Linked DNA regions of Mus musculus: region 2 is linked to region 1. The links are chromatin contacts, called in public HiChIP or PLAC-seq maps. All regions are on one chromosome and are shown on one strand. The core of a region is the stretch at or near the end of the contact, and the rest is flanking DNA. Distances in the headings are between cores, read along the strand shown. Region 1 overlaps Gli2 (GLI-Kruppel family member GLI2). Region 2 has its middle 22 kb from the start of Gli2.

Region 1 (2,700 bases), core at 23-2,522:
AATTAGAACTCAATTTGGGAGGGTACTAGATTGTGGGTACGGGGCTGGATCTGGCCCTGGGAGTCAAATCAAGACACATGCTATCTATCCACTTCTAAACTCTTAGAGGATCAAGCTCAGAAGAGCTTTGGGTTGGACCAGGGGAAGAAGACAACAAGAAGGGCCAGCTATGTCAGCTACTTGATCATAGCCTGGGAGTATGAGAGTATGCTCATGTGCACCTGTGCTGTGGGAGGTTGGGGAATTGAAAAAGACGCCAAGGATGAAGTGGGATAGAGTTGAAAGTGGAGAAGTGGGCTGAAGACAGGATATCTTGGTGGGCAGCGCTGACTGTGCAGGCATGAGGAGGAGTTTAGGTTGACAGCATCCATGAAAAATGCTAGGCATAACAGTGTGCACCTAAAGTCCTAGCAGTGGAGAGGCAGAGAGAGGAGGGCTCATGGGCTAGCTGAATGGGGGACTCCAGGTTCAAAAAGTAAGGAAGAGTGATTCTCTGGCCTCCATATGTCTGTGTACACACATGCATAGACATTTGCACACACTCAAACATGTACCCATGCACACCTTCCCTCAAATATGTATAAGAATGTCACGGGCCTTACCCAAGAGCCAGAATGAAAGAAAGCCAGCCTCTGCTCTCAAGAGGTCAAATTGGACATGCTGATATTTTCAGTTCACTAAGGTACAAACTTCCCCTCGACAAATCCTCACTGGTGCCCTCCCCAGAAACTCGGCCTGGTGGTCCCTCTGGGGCATCACTCAGTTGGTCTCCAGCTCACCCTACATATTGTAGGTGGAGTTTGAACTTTGAAGTTAGACAGATGGGGTAGACTGAGACTAAGTCTCAGTGTTGGGACTCGTGTGTGACCTGGTAGAGCCACGCATCCTTCACCTGCTGGCTGGTGAGAGAGTAGATGGATGAACAGGTGTAGACAGAAGGATGTACGAGAAGTGTGTGGAGTAACTGTACTGGGTCCTTAGTAGGTGCTCAGCCAGCGCTCCCCCTTCTCATATAACAACAGGAGAACTGAAGAGCTCAGCAGGGGAGCACACCCCGCTCACCCTCCTGACACCCCAACTCATGCCCCCTTCTCACATGTCAGCACAGGAGTTCTGGCAGGAGACAAAAGGAGAGGTTGAGGTGATGAGAATCCCACGTGCACTCTAGCACCAAGACCGGGCCTGAGCTAGCACGCCCAGAGCCTTGGTAATGGGTCCCTGGGGAGCTAGAATGACAGGAGCCATGTCTTCCTGGAGGGGAGCTATGAGGGTGATGCCGGCTGGGAGTATGAGCAAGGCTCTCACAGATGGGGACATGAAGGGAGGGCGTGGGCTTTGTAGCATGGAACAGCCCTGGGGCAGGAATGGACATGTTCCTTCCTAATGGAGTGAGAGGAGGGAAAGAAAGCAGGGGGAGGGAGGGTTGAGGCCCCTGAGCCCCACCCAGCAATGCCTGTCTGGGAAAGTGAACAGCGTGCTGACTCACCCAGACTCGGCCTGAGCACCAGGGTGGGCCCTGATCTCCAACCAGGGAAGGGAGAGAGTAGAAAGACCAGACCTGAGCAGCTGAGACAGGACCATGAGGCCAGAGTCAGGCAGCAGCCTGTGTCCCATCTCACAGACAGAATTACTGAGACCCAAAGAGACACTGCCATGGCAATAAGTTGTAACACTATGAGTTGATGGTCCCTAGCCTGGTTTAGGGGCCTCTGAAGATGGGAAAGGTTAGACCAGACATTTTTGACTGTCAGCTTACACATCTCCTGGGCTGGCTTCTGGGGTGACCTGTGGCTACAACTCTGACCCCAGCTCCTGCCTTCCCATCTGTATCCTCTCAGCTATCTCTCTTCCTCTCCTAAGACTGTCATCAGAAGCCCCTTGCCAAAGAAGTGTCCTTCCTCCCCCAGTCCCAGGTCAAGGTCAGATATCTCGTGAGGCACTGCCGTGGAAGACGGAGCCTTCCTCAGTTTGAGTTTAGCAGATGACTGGGCTCTCTTGGGAGGAACTACAAGTAGTGATATGCTCCTATCTCCCCACTGGGTAGACAGGCCCAGGAGCAGGTATCGACTAGGTCTGCTTGCCAAGTTCTAAGCCTATGCCCACTAAGAGGTTTGAGCATTCTAGTATGTCAAATGAATGGAAGATGGATGGATGGATGAAGGATGGATGGATGGATGGATGAAGAATGTTTGATGGATAGATGGATAGATGGATGATGAACACCCAGTGAGAATAGCAGGCATAATAGCAAAAGACCTGGGTTCCACTTCAGCTCAGTTCAGTTTACTCTGAGCTGTGTGGTTGGAAGAAAACTGTGTGCCCTCTTTGTGCCTGTCTCTTCATGAGCAAAAAGCAACCACAGCAGTGATTCTGTGGATCGGGTGTGAAGAAAAACGCTTGTAGAATACATGAAGGAAGCTGGTGACATTGCCTAAATTCCTGAAATCTATGGTCAACTGAATCTAGGCAACAAAGGACATGGCAGACAGGACAAGCGTGACGTTTGCAATGATCCAAGTACCCAGGTCTAAGTGTCATCACAGGGTCCTCAAAGGTCCTAAAGGAACACGGGGCTCAAACAGAGAGGGCCATGTGACCTCGAGGCAGAGATCACACTGAGGCAGTCCTAAGCTGAGGAATGCTAGCCACCAGCAGAAGCTAGAAGAGGGAGAGAGAAGCGTCTCTGTGAGCCACTAGGGC
Region 2 (2,700 bases), core at 6-2,505, 200 kb after region 1:
CCCCTCCTCCTCCCCTTTCTCCTCCTCTTTTCCCTTCTTTTTTCCTTTTCTTTTCTGACAGAGTCTCACATAGCACAGGCTATGTGACTTGCTATGTAGCCAAGGATGACCCTGAACTTCTGATCCTCGTGTCTCCACCTCCAGAACACGGAGATTACAGATCTGGACCACCAGGCTTAGTTTACGAATCTGGGTGTGCTGGGCCAGCATGCTACCACCTGAGCCACACCCTCAGCCCCACTTAGTTCTTTGTTTCGTTTTGGTCAGGTGATCTTCTCTACACATATTTTCTCTTGTTGCTTCTTAACCAGCTCCACTGCTGAAGTCATCTATGGTATCACGAAGGCGGCAGATGGCAGCCATCCACAATTGCAGCCCAAGGCTGGGCAGTACCCAGGATCTCCTTGATGTTCTAAAAAGTCCCGTGGCAGACAAAGTTTGGAGCTGTGACGAAAGGATGGGCCATCTAGAGACTGCCATATCCGAGGATCCATCCCATAATCAGCTTCCAAACGCTGACACCATTGCACACACTAGCAAGATTTTGCTGAAAGGACCCAGATATAGCTGTCTCTTGTGAGACTATGCCGCGGCCTAGCAAACACAGAAGTGGATGCTCACAGTCAGCTATTGGATGGATCACAGGGGCCCCAATGGAGGAGCTAGAGAAAGTAATCAAGGAGCTAAAGGGATCTACAACCCTATAGGTGGAACAACAATATGAACTAACCAGTACCCCGGAGCTCTTGTCTCTAGCTGCATATGCATCAAAAGATGGCCTAGTCGGCCATCACTGGGAAGAGAGGCCCATTGGACACGCAAACTTTATATGCCCCAGTACAGGGGAACGCCAGGGCCATAAAGTGGGAGTGGGTGGGTAGGGGAGTGGGGGGGAGGGTATGGGGGACTTTTGGGATAGCATTGGAAATGTAAATGAGGAAAATACCTAATAAAAATATTTTTTAAAAATGTCCTGTGGCTAAAGGACGGTGCAGCATCAGCTGGGCACTGTGGACAATCTCACCAAAAGTGCTATTTTCATTGTCTAATGGTTCTCTGCACCTTTCTTTCTGATGACCCGGGTAGAGGCAGACGATACTGCTCTGTCTGGGTCTGTCTGGGTCTGTCTGCTCTGGGTTGTCAATTACACATCATCAGACCTTTCCAGTCACTGGTTACCTTAGAGATGTTATCTCCCTCTCCCAGCTTAGGGTGATGACTCCCTCTCTTTACCCCTTCTCCACTAGGGGGCCCCATCTCTGCTTTCTCCTTCCCGGGTCAGCTGAAGTATTTGCCACTCCTTCCAGGAAGTCCCTGCCTCTAAAATGTCCTTCCCACCTTCCTTCTCAGAGAAGCCCCATGCCATTGAGCATACAGTTCCAAAACTTCCTTCTTCCTCAAAAGCTTTCCTTGGTGGCAATTCCACAGTAAGGCTATATACTTGCTGCTGCATCGCGTTTGACGAATCTGCTGGGGAGAGGTATTTAGGGTGTGTCTGTGTTTAGCCATACAGACACTTGCAAAGAACGTACTTTTCTGTGTAAATGAGGTCTCAGTCTGTAGCACAAGCTGGACTGGAACTCACTAACAACAACCTTCCTGCCTCAGCCTCCCGAGGGCTGGGGTTTCACAGCTACAGTACCATGGCTGCAAGACCATTCTTGGGTGCACAGATGTGGTAAGATAGTTCAGGACAGGACCTGAAGGTGGAGGCGTTGCTGGGTCGGATACCACAGGCAGGGGTTAATTTAGAAAAGCTGGCCCAGAACTGAGGGTGTGGCTCAGCTAGTGGGTCTCACCTAGCGAGCAGGAGGCCACAGACTAACTGACTGTGGCTGCGGTGCACTCCGGGAATCTTGGTATTTAGGAGGTGGAGTCAGGAGGATCGCAAGTTCAAGGTCAGACCTAGATCGAACTGAGGCCACCCTCTGCTACCTGAACAAGACAGAAAGGATGGAAAGAAGAGGAGGGGGAGGGGGAAAGGGGAGAGGAGGAGGAGGAGGAGGAGGGGGAGGAGGAGGAGGAGGAGGAGGAGGAGGAGGAGGAGGAGGAGGAGGAGGAGGAGGAGGAGACCTCAGGCAGAGAGCGCAATAAATAGGTTGGTGAGAGGGTGCTTCAAGTTAAAGCCAGAGTGAGGATGGAAAGTCGGTCCCCAGTGTCTTACAGCCAGCCCTGCCCCCTCCTTCCCTCTTCCTCTTGCTGGAACTCTTAGATCTTCCCAGATCCAGAAAGCCTTGTGGGGGGGGGCACACCCAAGATAGGGATTTGAGGGGAGGGGGACCCAAAGCCATTAGTGCTTAATTAAAAACCCTTTGTCTTGCTGACAGACCTGCAGGATTTCCTACCATGCAAACCTCAGATGTGCTCTGTCCTTTGGGGTGACACTGGTTGAGGCAGGTGCCCAGAGAATTCAAAAGATGGTAGGTGGGGGAGCTGAGGTCTCCGCATAACAAAACCTTGGCTTTTAAGGACCAACACTGGGGTATTTTCTAACCTCACTTATTCATTCCTTACTACAGCCCTTCCTACAGTGTTTTGTCTTGCTTAGTTTTTAAACTTAAAATTTGTAATATCTATCTATCTATCTATCTATCTATCTATCTATCTATCTATCTATCTACTTATTGTGTGGTTTGATGCATGCCATGACGCATGCGCAGAGGTCAAAAGACAACTTGTGGGATCTGGTTCTCTCCACCC

The links. HiChIP or PLAC-seq counts read pairs in DNA pulled down with a chosen protein or histone mark.
Region 2: a contact with region 1 is called in an H3K27ac HiChIP or PLAC-seq map of embryonic stem cells, with 9 read pairs. The contact joins two enhancer-like sites. A contact is called at or near these places in 7 of 484 Hi-C or Micro-C datasets (the HPC-7 cell line, cerebral cortex, embryonic fibroblasts and 3 more) and 5 of 115 datasets of contacts at active chromatin or transcription factors (all in embryonic stem cells).

What each region holds. Positions count from the first base shown.
Region 1 is chr1:118,872,404-118,875,103 of GRCm38.p6, forward strand. All of the region lies in intron 3 of Gli2 (GLI-Kruppel family member GLI2), which reads right to left. Among named protein-coding and RNA genes, the nearest start is that of Mir6346, 80 kb to the right of the region's middle. Within about 2 kb of position 1,273, at least 27 of the 459 cell types and tissues checked have an H3K27ac peak or open chromatin away from gene starts, as enhancers often do. A contact at or near this core is called in embryonic stem cells, where this site is marked.
Region 2 is chr1:119,073,841-119,076,540 of GRCm38.p6, forward strand. No RefSeq gene overlaps it. Among named protein-coding and RNA genes, the nearest start is that of Gli2, 22 kb to the left of the region's middle. Within about 2 kb of position 1,256, at least 12 of the 459 cell types and tissues checked have an H3K27ac peak or open chromatin away from gene starts, as enhancers often do. A contact at or near this core is called in embryonic stem cells, where this site is marked.